Regions from separate parts of the Mus musculus genome. Here all the other regions are linked to region 1. The links are chromatin contacts, called in public HiChIP or PLAC-seq and promoter capture Hi-C maps. All regions are on one chromosome and are shown on one strand. Each heading gives the region's core, a stretch centred on a gene start, on an enhancer-like site or on the middle of the called end of the contact. The rest is flanking DNA. Distances are from core to core; before and after follow the strand shown. Region 1 holds the start of Sephs2 (selenophosphate synthetase 2). Region 2 has its middle 21 kb from the start of Coro1a. Region 3 holds the start of Stx1b (syntaxin 1B).

The links. Promoter capture Hi-C pulls out the DNA fragments that hold promoters and counts their contacts. HiChIP or PLAC-seq counts read pairs in DNA pulled down with a chosen protein or histone mark.
Region 2: an H3K27ac HiChIP or PLAC-seq map of microglia shows a contact between it and region 1, with 6 times the contacts expected there. The contact joins the enhancer-like site here to the promoter of Sephs2 in region 1. A contact is called at or near these places in 2 of 39 promoter capture datasets (embryonic stem cells and neutrophils) and 4 of 115 datasets of contacts at active chromatin or transcription factors (astrocytes, double positive thymocytes, embryonic stem cells and 1 more).
Region 3: a promoter capture Hi-C map of cranial neural crest shows a contact between it and region 1. The contact joins the promoter of Stx1b here to the promoter of Sephs2 in region 1. A contact is called at or near these places in 5 of 39 promoter capture datasets (cranial neural crest, embryonic stem cells, liver and 1 more), 2 of 115 datasets of contacts at active chromatin or transcription factors (craniofacial prominence and kidney) and 1 of 9 other capture datasets (adipose tissue).

The regions. Positions count from the first base shown.
Region 1 is chr7:127,272,048-127,276,282 of GRCm38.p6, forward strand. Sephs2 (selenophosphate synthetase 2) reads right to left here and starts at 2,012. Exons shown (of 1, transcript NM_009266.3): 1 at 1-2,012. The coding sequence starts at 1,872. The coding sequence ends at 514.
Region 2 is chr7:126,722,958-126,727,701 of GRCm38.p6, forward strand. It overlaps the pseudogene Snrp1c-ps1. Among named protein-coding and RNA genes, the nearest start is that of Coro1a, 21 kb to the left of the region's middle. Within about 2 kb of position 2,939, at least 23 of the 459 cell types and tissues checked have an H3K27ac peak or open chromatin away from gene starts, as enhancers often do. A contact at or near this core is called in microglia, where this site is marked.
Region 3 is chr7:127,823,242-127,827,456 of GRCm38.p6, forward strand. Stx1b (syntaxin 1B) reads right to left here and starts at 1,290. Exons shown (of 10, transcript NM_024414.2): 1 at 1,019-1,290. The coding sequence starts at 1,048.

The DNA.
Region 1 (4,235 bases), core at 762-3,261:
GACCAAGTCAGGTGGCTAGTCTTCCTTTCCTGTCGGACAAGCTGCTCAACTCTTGTCCAGAACAGGAAAAGAGGCAGTTTCTCAGAAAAAAATTAATAACAAATTTGACAATAAATCAGTAAGAGTTCTCCTAACAATTTAGATTTATCAATATATTGGTCCAAATAATTTTTCATGTTGCAGGTTTACTTTTCTCATATGTAATCTTAATAATCTTTACTCCCTGTGCAGAAATGAATCAACTCAGTGCAAAAAAAAAAAAAAAAAAAAATCCCTAAAACTGAAATAGCCTCCTCTTGCTTTGGGAAACGGGTTTTTGCTCCTCATGCTCTCAACAGATGAACACACATCCGCAGCGCCATTACTCACAGGCCTGGATGCACATACAGGAAGCTTTGGATGGGCCTGGAGGAACCATGCAAGCAGCCTTTGGAAAGGTCTTAAAATCAACCCTGGCCAGCAGTCCCTGAGCGGGTAGAATGGCTCCGAGTTCCCAACAACCGCTATTCCATTTCAAGAACTAGGCTCAGAGGCTGCGTTGGAATTATCAGGAGCAGCAGCAGCAGCAGCAGAGGCTCCCCGAGGTAGAACTTCAATAACGCGAGGCTTGTCAATGATCCGGGCTGTCCGGTTTCCCTTCTCCACGATGCCAACGATCCAAGCTTGGTGACCCTCTCCGTACTTGGAAGATTTGATTTCCGAACAAAAGCGGGCCGCCTGCTCTCTTGGCAGACAAATCAGTAATCCCCCAGAGGTTTCAGCTGACGTTCCTTGGAGGAGGCCAAAGCGCCCACTGGCTTTGCTGATCGCAGCCATCTTGGCAATTATTGGCAGATTATGTATGACAAAGGACACTTCATTTTTTTGCTGTTTTGCCAGGTTCTGAGAGTGTCCTAATATGCCAAAGCCTGTGATATCCGTGGCTGCGTGGGCATTAAAAGTGTGCATCAAGCCAGCAGCAGTCCTGTTTAGAGTAGCCATATTGAACATAGCTTCCTGATAGGCTAACTCTACTTCCTCTCTGGAAACCACCATCTTGATTTTATTCCATTTCTCAGGATTATCCAGCCATTGGTGGGCATTGGCAGCAACCTGGGTTCCTAAAGGTTTGGTTAATACCAGCACATCTCCTACCACGGCACTATCAGGCATTATGAATTCATTTTGCTGACACACCACCGTGGCAACGCCACCGATGATAATCCACGGGTTGACCACTGTCTGTCCACCGGTCACTGCAGTGCCTCCCTCCTCCGCAGCGTCACGAAAGCCTTTGATCATGAGCGGTGTCACCTTCTCTCGTTCCTTTTCACTCATGCTCTGGCTCACACTGAGTAACATCAACATGTTGTCACACTCAGTGATACCCATGGCATAGAGGTCACTGAGCACATTGGCACAAGCTATGCGCCCCATCATATAGGGATCTTCCACCAAGGGGTAAAAGAAGTCGGTGGTCTGCACCAGCGACAGGCCTCCGTGCCTCAGGGGGATGACGCAGGAGTCCATGCCAATGCTCAGCGAGGGGAAGGCTGAGCCGGGGCCGGGCCTGGTGGACAGGCCCCCTTCCTGCACCGTCTCTTCCTGGCCCCCGACCAGACCCGAGGTAAGCGGGGGCTGCAGCGCGGGCCGCGTCAGTCCCTCCAGGAGTTTGAGCAGGGTCTCCTGGGGGACCTTGCAGCCTCAGCCCTTCATGCCGGAGAAGCTCGTCAGCCGCCAGCTCGGGCTGAAGCCCAGTGTCTGGGGCTCGAACGGCCGGTAGTTGGAGAAACTCCGGCCGGCAGACCAGCCCGCCGGGCCCAAGGAACCTTCTGCGGCCACTAGCGCCGCCATGGTTTCTCCGCTGGCGCCCGCCGCCGCCGCTTCCGCCATCGCGCCGCTCGCCCGGGAGGCCGTGCGGACCAGAAGGCCCAGATACCTGCAGATGAGTCTCCCAGCCACAGCGGGCCAAGGTTACGCCAGGAGATGATCAACCACGCGAGCCGGACCGGAGGACTCGAGCCACGCTGCCTGTCGGAGCGCCGCGCGGCCTCTATTTATATACAGCGTGATTGACAGCTGCTCTATCCAATGACGATTCCCGTACCGAGAGGCGGGCTTCCTTTACTCAAAAAGGTGTATTACAAATTAACCGTCTGCTTGCACAACCGGTCCCCGCGAGATCATCACGTGAACCCCTTGTAACCGGCCTGGAACGCAGATCAGGATGGACTCGAACTCGAGTCCATCGATCTGTCTCAGCTTTCCAAGTGCTGTTATTACAGGTGGGAGCCACGTTACCCGTGCGTGTCTTGTCCCCTCCGCCCCCCTCCGCCCTGGGAACCTGGTCTTGGAGTTGGCTGGCAGAAGTCTGCTGTTTTTGGAATCATTTTACCAAAGAATAAATTACTTACGGAAGGAAGCTCTGGCACTGGGCTAGCCCCAAGGTCAGAACAGTCCTAGGGTCATTTGACAGGACACAAAGCTAATCTAGGCTAAGAAAATACTTTAAGGGGAGGTTTAGGGGAAGAAAGGGGACATCACAAAGTAAATACTATGATTGCATAAGCAAATTGCACAATTGATGTTGTGAAGTTTCACATGGACTTAAAAATTCTGCACAGGTTTGGGTACTGTTTTGGCCATTATCTGGCAGCAGTGAGTTGCATCTTCAGTGCAAGCTAATTTATTATTTATTTATGGCTACTCTGTGCTAAGATGTCTCTATTTCTTGAAGTTAATATATGTGAGAATTCAGATCCAGGCAGGGGGGTTTGCCAATGTCTACTGAAATTATAAATGCTAAACTCATAGTAGTGGCTTTATGCCTGTAATTCCACCATTTGAGAGACTGAGACTGTTAATTCCAGGCCAGCCTGTACTACATAGTACTACATAGTGAGTTCCAGGCCAGCCTGTTCTACAGCTTGCAACCCTAAACCAAATAAATGAATAGGTTTTTCCACTGTGTGATCCCAGTACTTGGAAAACTGTGGTAAGAAGACAATGATGTCCATTCTAGCCTGGGCTCCACAGTGAGATCTTGTCTCAAAAAGCCTAAAATAGGTGCTGGAGAGGTAGGTAGGTGGTTAAGAGCGCCTGCTGTTCTTGCAAAGGACCTGGGTTCAGTTCCTGGAACTTACATGGTGGCTATCATCCGTAATTCCAGTTTCCAGGGGACCTGATGTCCCTCTTCTGGCTTCTGAGAGCACCAGGAACACACAGTTCCCTGTCAAACATATAGCCAAAACACTCCTACACATACAAAATAAAAGTAAATGAATCTTTGTATTATTGCTGTCTTTGATGGTGCGTGTGGCTTTCCGGGGATGACTGTGTAGCTTGGCTCTCCCCAACCTTTACATGGATTCGTGGAATCTAAGTGAAGTTGTCAAGATTTTCACAACTGGATGGTGTGGCAAATGACTTTAGCCCCAGCACTTGGGAGACAAAGGCAGGAGGATCTCCGTGGAGCCCTCTTCTGGTCTCCTCACACACATGTCATAGAGACAGGGTTTCTCTGTGGAGCCCTGGCTGTCTTGGAACTCACTCTGTAGACCAGGATGGTCTTAAACTCACAGAGGTCTCCCTGCCTCTGCCTCCCAACTGCTGGGATTAAAGGGGTGGGCCACCACTGCCTGGCTTAAAATAAAACATTTATTTAAAAGGAAGAATATGGGGACTGGAAAGATGGCTCAGTGGTTAAGAGCACTGACTGTTCTTCTAGAGGTCCTGAGTTCAATTCCCAGCAACCACATGGTGGCTCACAACCATCTGTAATGGGATCTGACACCCTCTTCTGGTGTGTCTGAAGACAGCTACAGTGGACTCATATAAGTACAATAAACAAATCTTAAAAAAAAAAAAAAAGGAAAAGGAAGAGTATGAGGTGCAGGTGACCCTGTTCAAGGTCACCACCAATTAGAGTGGGACAGAATCACAATCCAATAGTCTGCTCCAGAGACCACTCATTGAGGCTGCCTGGAATACTTCAGAAGGACATAAGGACATATTAACATGTAGGATTTGAGGACATGATTTTTTTCTTTTTCTTTTTTTTTTTTTTTTGAGACATGGTCTCTCACTGTGTAGCCCAAGGTGGCCTTGGATTCACAGAAATCTGTCTATTTCTGCCTCCTGGGTTCTGGGATTAAAAGTGTGCACCACTAGCACCACTCCACCCTGCTTTCAACTTTTTTTTTTTTCTCTTCTGAGACAGGGTTTCTCTGTATAGCCCTGGCTGTCCTGGAACTCAC
Region 2 (4,744 bases), core at 1,689-4,188, 550 kb before region 1:
TCTGATATCAAAAGTTTCATTTGATGACAAGAGAAGTCCAGTTGAGGCTCTGTCTCTCCCACTAGTCAGCGATTTCATTTTGATCACCTTTATATATGTGTATATTTTAGGAAGTTTCTTCTGTATTAGGTTTTCGTACTATCCTAGAGGAATTTTAATCTAGCAACATGACTGTTCTGGCAAGGGAATCACATCCAAAGACCTTCCAGGTCAGTGTGATCTGATTGGAATGCAGACATTCTCTAGTACACACCTTTAATCCGAAACAATGAAAGTAAGGTTATTTGAGAGAAGGAAGCAGCCATGTTTGAAAGTGATGTGTAGCTGGGCAGTGGTGGCGCACGCCTTCATACCCAGCACTTGGGAGGCAGAGGCAGGTGGATTTCTGAGCTCAAGGCCAGCCTGGTCTACAGAGTGAGTTCCAGGACAGCCAGGGCTGCACAGAGAAACCCTGTCTCGAAAAACCAAAAAAAGAAAAAAAAAAGTGATGTCTAGTTGAGGAGCAGGCAGACAAAGTGACGATTCAGAGTAAGATTTGGCAGAATGAGTCACAGATAGGATACGCCCGACTCTCCTGAGACAGAAGAGAGGGGGCTTAAAAGAGCAGTGCAGGCAGAGGCAGTCATCAGTTTGGTCAGTCAGGTGGGAGTAGTGAGTGCAGCGGAGTTGAGTTCATTTGTGAGTTCGTGCAGCTCAGTGCAGGGCAGCAGAGTCAGTTGGAGCTAGAGATTAAGGAGCCAGAAGGTTAGAACAAATTGCCAGAATTAATTTGAGACCAAGCCGAGCACTTCAGTGAGAAGCTGAGAGAAGTCAGACTGAATCAGTCAGCTTGGGGTGGAGTTTGAACCAGTCAGCCAGAGCTCAGAAAGAACTAGAAAGAGTGAGCTTTATTCAGCAGGAAGCCTCTGTGATAACAATTTCTTCAGGCAAATAAAAGATACCTTTAGGACCCAGGTAGACAATGGCTTGTGGAGCAACATGCCCAAGTTTTATTGTGACTACTGTGATACGTATCTTACCCACAATTCTCTGGCTGTGAGGAGGACAAACTGCAGTGGTCGGAAACACAAAGAGAATGTAAAAGACTGTTACCAGAAATGGATGGAAGAGCAGGCCCAGAGCCTGAATGACAAAACAACAGCTGCATTTCACAGAAAGATCCCTCCAGCTCCATTCTCTGTTCCTCCACCTGCAGGGGCCATGATCCCACCTCCCACCATGGGCCCTCCTCGGCCTGGCATGACGCCTGTGCCCCACATGGGAGGCCCTCCCATGATGCCAATGATGGACACTCCCCTTCTGCCTGGGATGGTGCCCGTGGGACCAGCTCCTGGGATGAGACTGCCCATGGGAGGCCACATGCCCATGATGCCTGGGCCTCCCATGATGAGACCTCCCGCCTGCCCTATGATGGTGCCCACATGGCCTGGCATGACCCGGCCAGACAGATAAGAGCAGAAGCGCTCTTGATGGTTTTGTATTTCTTGTTCTGTTTCACCAGGAGCTCTTGGTGCTGAGCCTGAGTGTGTACTAGATGCATGAAAAGGAAACGTCCCTTCCTAACAGGATATTTTTTGGAGGGAGAAGTAATACAAAAAAGTACAGTTTTCACTTATATTGTGAAATGTGAAAATAAAATCATCAGGTCTTTTAGTTAAAAAAAAAAAAAAGATACCTTTATATCTGTCTCTCTTCATATTCCCTCCCTCCCTCTTTCCTTCCCCATTCCATTGGAGTCTTCTGTTCTAGTCTCCTTCCCCATCCATTCATAACTATCTATTCTATTTCCCTTTCCTGGGGAGATCTATCTGTACACTCCAGTCCCTTACTCTATACCTAACTATTGTGGTATTATATAGATTGTGGCTCAGTTATCATTGACTTAACAGCTAATATTGACACGTAAGCTAATACATTACTTATTTGTCTTTCTGGGTCTACGTTATCTGACTCAGGGTGATTTTTTTTTTCCTAGTTCCTTCCATTTGCCTGCAAATTTCATTATTTCAGTTTTTAAATGGCTGAATAATATTCTGTTGTGTAAATGTACCACATTTTCTCATCCATTGATCTGTGACAGCCATCTAAGTTGTTTTCCAACTTCTGGCTATTATAAAGAGCAGCAATGAACATGGGTGAGCAAGTGTCTCTGAGGTAGAATGGAGCATCCTTTGGGTATATGCCCCATAGCCGAGCATATACAAACCACTACAGTGGTATAGCTGAGTCACGAGGTCTTCAAGTCTCATCTTCCTGAGAAACCACCACACTGATCTCTACAGTGGCTGGCAAGTTTGCACTCATACCAGCAATGGGTGATTGTTCCCCTAACTTCCCATCCTCGCCAGCATTTGTTTTTATTGATCTTAGCCAATCTGCTGGGTGTAAGATAAAACCACAAAGTAGTTTTGATTTACATTTCCCTGATGACTAAGGATGTTGAAAGGTTCTTTAAATGTTTCTCAGCCATGGAGTTTCCTCTTTTGAGAATTCTGTTTAGATCTGCACACCATTTTTAAATTGAGTTATTTGGGTTTTTTTTTTTTTTGTCTTGTTTTTGTTTTTGTTTCAATCCTAGGATGTTTATTACAAAGGTAAACTTTGATCCTCTAGTTGGACTTAAGAGTAAGATTTCTAGTATGGAGTGTGGGCACCAGGACCTCGGAACTTTTTGGATTTATGACCACTGTCAGGTATCTTTAGTCTCGTTCTTAGAGGTCTCATCCACGTACTTTTGGTAATAAGCCATCAGGGCTTTGGAGATGGGCTGTCAGATAGCATAAATTTGGGGCACATGACCACCACACTTCACATGAACCCGGACATCCACACCAGCAAATCTCTCTTTGCCCAGAAGCAGAACTGCCTCAGTACCTTGTCCTGCAGCACGCACAGCTTGATCATCTCCAGGGGACGTCTGTCCACCCATTTCCCCATTTGCAGTGTGCCACAGCTGTGCCTATCTTCTTGTGACCGAAGACCTACACAGACTGCAGCTGATCCTGAGACTGTGAGCAGCAAGGATGGACATGAGCTGGTGCAATCTGAGAAGGGTTTCCTCAATACCTTGGTTTTTTAGGTTCCTTATATATTTTGGATATTAGCCTTCTATTGAATATAGAGTTGGTAAAAAAAAAGAATTTTTCCCATTCTGTAGCCTGCTGCTTTGTCTAAATGACACTGTCCTTTGCTGTGCAGAAGGTGCTCAGTTTAATGAGGTACATTAGTGATCTTAATGCTGAAAATTGCCCTTTGAAGATCTGCGAAGAATTGTGTTGAGATTGTGAAGGGGACTGCATTGACTCTGCAGATTGCTTTCGGCAAGATGGTCATTTTTTGGACTGGTGAGATGGCTCAGTGGGTAAGAGCACCCAACTGCTCTTCTGAAGGTCTGGAGTTCAAATCCCAGCAACCACATGGTGGCTCACAACCATCCGTAAGGAGATCTGACTCCCTCTTCTGGAGTGTCTGAAGACAGCTACAGTGTACTTACATATAAATAAATAAATAAATCTTAAAAAAAAAAAAAGATGGTCATTTTTACTATATTAATCCTACCTATCCATGAACGTGGGAGATCTTCCCCATCTTCTGACATCTTCTTCAGTTTCTTTCTACAGCGTCTTAGGGTTTTTCTCGCATGAGTCATGCACTTGCCTGGTTAGAGTTACCCCACGATATTTTCTATCACTAGAGGCTCTTGTGAATGGCGTTGTCTCTCTCTGTCTACTTGTTGTGTGTACACAGGATGGCTACTGAGTTTTGTGAGTTCATTTTGTATCCAGCTAGTTTGCTGGAAGTGTTTATCAGCTATAGGAGTTTCCCAGTATCTGAGCATGTGGTCAGTTTTGGAGAAAGTTCTGTCAGGTGCGGAGAAGATATATTCTTTTGTTTTTTGTGGGAAATGTTCTGTAAATATGTTAGGTCCAATTGGTTTAGAAGGTCAGTTAGCAACAGCATTTCTGTTGAGTTTTTGTCTAGATGACCTGTGTACTGGTGGGAGCGGTAACTAAAGTCTTGCAGTATTGGTGTATGAGAGTCAATATGTGACTTAAGATATAGTAGTGAGTTTTTGGGGGTTGGTTGGTTTGGTTTGAAGTGGGGTGCCCTTGAGCTTGGTCCATAGATGTTGAAAACTGGAATGTCCTCTTAGTGGATTTTTCCTTTGATGGGTGTGTAGTATCCTCCCCTTCTGAATAGTGTGGTTTAAAGTCTGTCTTGTCAGATATTAAAATGGCTACATAAGCTTGTTTGTTGATTCCTGTTATTTTGTTATTCTTGTAGTGGTAGTAGTGATGTGTGTGTGTGTGTTTCCTCTCTTTTGATTTGCTGGTCTGAGATTATTCTTTTGTTTTCCTGAGTGTGGTTAATCTTTATAGGTTGGAGTTTTGCTCTAGAGCCTTCTGTAGGACTGGATTTGTAGATAGCTATTGCTTAAATTTGGTTTTATCATGGAATGTCTTATTTTCTCCATCTTTTGTGATTGAATGTTTTACTGGGTATCATATTCTGGGCTGGCATCTATGGTCTCTTAGAGTTTGTAAACATCTATCCAAAGTCCTTCTGGCTTTTACAGTCTCCTTTGAGAAGTCAGGTTTGTTGTTATTGTTGTTCTTTCAGGACAGGGTTTTACTGTGTAGCCTTGGATGTCCTGGAACTTACTTTGTATACGGGCCTATAACTCAGAGATCCACCTGCCTCTGACTCCTGAGTGCTGGGATTAAAGTTGTGTGCCATCACTGCC
Region 3 (4,215 bases), core at 40-2,539, 550 kb after region 1:
CTTGGAATTCTGACATATCCCAATCCAGAGGCCACTGTCACACAGCAAACTGGAACCTCAAGCTCCTTGGGCTCATGTCATTCTTAAAATGTCTCGGCACCCTCCCTGCCCAAAACCATTCTCAGCAGGCGAGCACAGTCCCTCCAAAGAGCAGCCTCCCCTGCAGCCCCCCACCTTTCCTCCTCCAGCTCTGCTGGCCAACCGCCTGGAGCCTGGCCCCTGGCTTCCAGCAGCCTGCCCCTGGCTGCTCCCATGCTCCAGTTCCCCCAAGCACTGTGTGGCCTATGTCACACAACCCAATTCTGTGACCTGGTGGATGGATCTTTCTCTCCTCTCTCACCTTTGGGGTCACCTAAGCTGAGGCTCTGGCCCAGGGGAACTCAGTCACACACACACACACACACACACACACACACACTCCCCCTCTGAGCAGTGCCCTCTCCCCACGGAGCAACATACCAGTGCGCGTGCGCGTGGACACACACACACACACACACACACACACACCACCACCACCACCACCACCACCACCACCACCAGTACCACCACACACTTCATTCACTGCCAGGTGCTGGCATCTAGTTCCAACCTGTGTCCTCCATAGCATCCCAAATCTGGGTCCTCCTGGACCCGGCCTGGCCAGCAACCACCCCCTCCATCCGCCTAATTTGACAAGCCTGCTCTAGGGGATGATGGTGTCCCCCAATCCTCTCTTGACATTCACTTTCTCCCACCCCCAGGTTAGATTCTAGGGTCCTCCCGGGCATTTGGGCTGCCCAGGCCCCTGAGACCTCTCCTGCCCCCTTGTGTCTTAATGGCCTCCAACTCCTTCCAGCCACTGTCCTCCAATTGCAGGTTCACTGGAGATACCAGGTGCCAGGAGATGTGAGGGCTCCTGGCTTCCAACCTCTAGTCTCATCATTTGCTCCCCATGTCTCAGAACCTCCCCCACTCCATCCCCCAAGCGCTCCCCAAATACAGGGTCCCGCCTCCCCACCTCTCCCACCCCTTAGCTCACACTCCGCAGCTCCTGAGTCCGATCCTTCATCCTGCGACGGGCTCCTCCTCCCCTTCTTCGTCCTCCCGCCTCCGCTGCTGCTCTCTGCCTCTTGCCTCTGTCCTGGAGGCCGGGGTCTGGGGGCACCGGGCTAGACCTCCGAGGGATGTGCGGATAAGGTGCGCGGCGGGGGGGCGGGGAGCTAAGGCCAGGCAGAGACAGGGGCCTGGGCCGACTGGGCTCTGCCTAGGCTGCGGTGGCGATGCGGCTGCGGCACAGGGTTGGATGGAGGGATGCGGGAGCCGAGGCGCGGGGGAGGGGGGCGGAGGGAGGTGAGGAGGAAGGGAGGGAGGGGGAGCGGAGGGGGCGGGGAGCAGGGGGCATGCGCAGCGCCCCGGGCTGGGGGCGCCTGGGGGTTGTAGTCCGGGGAGGGGCACCCAAGGGAGGGGCACTGGGGAGGCCCAGAAGTTGGGAGGGGGGAGCCCAAGAAGCTCGGAGAGATGCAGAGGCAGGGATAGAGATGCTGGGTAAACTGCAGTTGGGGTGGACCGTCAGAGAAGGTCTAAGGCAATGAACTAAGGGACTAACCTGAGAGGAGCGGAGTGTCTGTGAGCCTACGCAGGACTTCCTTTTATCCTGTCCCTTCGGCTCTGCGGAAGAGTCTTTTGGGCATTAGAAATAACAAACCTGACCCTGTATGTGGCTATTGCTTGCTGAGAAGGACATGGGGCTTGTTCTGTACATCCTTTGTCACCCTACCTGAGAGTGCCCTGGCACTGGTGGATCTCAGCTTGTCAACCCCCAAGAACAGAGTGGTCACTACCTGCTGAGACTTTTGGTCTGGGATTTTGGATGACTGTGTTAAAAATGATATTTATCTTGGCCTAGAGTGAATCTCAGTGGTATATGCTTGCCTGCAAGGCCCTGGGTTCCATCCCCCAAGCCGGGGGTTGGGGTGAGGATGGGGATGCAGAAGGAAGGAAGATGTCTGCTGGGAGTAGAATCTTTGGTGGTGGTGGGGGTGTAGAATCTTGAATCTGGTGCTGCAGAAGGTCCAGAGAGCCTGCCACCCTCTGCTCTCCCTCCTTCCATCCTATCCTTAAATATTACTTCAGTTCTTCTTCTCATGGCAGTGGGGTTTGGACTCCCAGTTGGGTGGGCTTCCACCCTGCTTTTGCCAAATACCCAGTAACTACCTTAAGACACCATTCATCTGTGTCATGGCAGGCAGGGCCTACCGTCTGTGACCTTCAACAGTTCCTACAGCCAAGACAAGACTCTCTTCTTGTCTCCTCACCTCGCCTGCCCCCGCCCCCCACGTCCCACGCCCTTAACCTCTGAGTTCTGCCTCCCCCCTCCCTCCAGTTCTTCCTCTGATCTGTGACCCTCAGTCAGGGCTCCTGGGAGCTAAGTTATCTTCTTCCTTTTTAATCCCTCTGACTTTACGTACACGTGTATGTAGGTGTGCTCACTTGTACATGTGCACACATGTAGGTCAAAGGTCAGTGTTGGGTGGCTTCTGTCATTCCCCACCTTACTTGTAGTTTTTGTTTGTTTGTGTTGTTTGTTTTTTCGAGACAGGGTTTCTCTGTATAGCCCTGGCTGACCTCGAACTCAGAAATCCACCTCCCTCTGCCTCCCAAGTGCTGAGATTAAAGGTGTGCACCACCACGCCCTGCTTACTTGTAGTTTTTGTTTTAGAGACAGGCTCTTGCACTGAACCCAACCTTACACCATTTTTGATCTACTGGTTGAGCTGGGACCTTCCTGTTTCTGTGCCTCTGGGGCCTGCAGGCTTACAGGGGTATAGAGGTGTGCTCTTGTACACAGCTTCTGTGTGGATGCTGGAGATCTGACTCAGGTACACTTCACCCACTGAGCCTAGGTTCTCATCTTGGCCTACTGTACCTTCCTGCATCTTCATGCCTGTAGTACCCACTCACCTATACCTGTAAACCAGGGAATCTCAGAGAAAGGCACTGCTATAAGCCAGAGCCAAGAACACAGAGAAAAACCATGCTGGCAGAGCTTACCTATAGCGAGTATGGCCAGGACTCTGGTGTGGAGACCCCAGGGATAGTGGCCCAGAAGTGTTTCTTCCTGTTCTCATCCATGATGGCATCTCTACCTACCCAGCCACTCAGTGGAGCAGAACCTGTCCCTGTCTCCCTCCCCTCCCCACAGCGCTGCTGCTGTGTTCTGCGTATCCACCATGTCTTCCTCCCTACATGGTAACTCATCAGCCTCCTAGCCACTACTGCTACCCCAAGTGTGCAGATCAGCAAGCTGCGGGTTCAAAGGGTTAAGTAGCATTCCGATGTTGCAAGATGGGGTTCTCTTTGGCAGCATCTCCCTCCCTCCCTTTAATGCCAGAGTTTGAAGTTAGGCTTGTCACACGCCAGGTGAATGCTCTACCACTAAACTACAGCTCAGTCCTGGCTTGCCTTGTCCTGACCTTCCTCCTGTCGGAACTACTTCAGGCCAGCCTGTGCTCTCCTCACCTTCCTTCCACCTGGGCCACCAGGGACAGTCTTCATTGGTCTTCCCTCTTGAAGCCCCTTCCCTTTATGTCCTCCTTCCTCTCTGGATACTAGTCGTATCTCCAAGTTGTCTGAGTATGCTAATGTTACCTGTTGAGGCTCCGCCTCCCACAGCCCATGGCTTCTAGGATTATGCTCAAAAAACGAATCTAAGGTCTGACACGGTGGTGGCTGCCTGTAATCTAGGAAGAGGTCAAGTTGGAGGTCAGCCTGGTTATATATGGGGCTTTGATTCGAAAAAGAAACAAATGGGTTGAGAGACAATTCTGCAGTCAAGAGTGCTGGCTATCTTACAGATGACAAGCTTCAGATCTCAGCACCTCCATGGCTTTCACAACTGCCTGTAACTCCTGTCCTTGGCGATCTGATGCCTTCTTCTTGGCCTTCACAGGCACAGTACCCAGGTGGTACATTTACATACACACAGGCCTCACACACTTAAAATAAATACAAAATTAATGAGCTGGAGAGCTGCATCAGTGGTTAAAAGCACTTGTTACTCTTGCTGAGGACCTAGGTTCCGGTCCTAGGACCCACATGGCACTCACAACCATCAGTGACAATCACAGTGTGTTGGATGCCCTCTTCTGGCCTCCTCAGGCACTTTTTATGCATGTGGTACATATACATACATGCATGTGGTACATATACATACATGCAGGCAAAATACTCATAGGT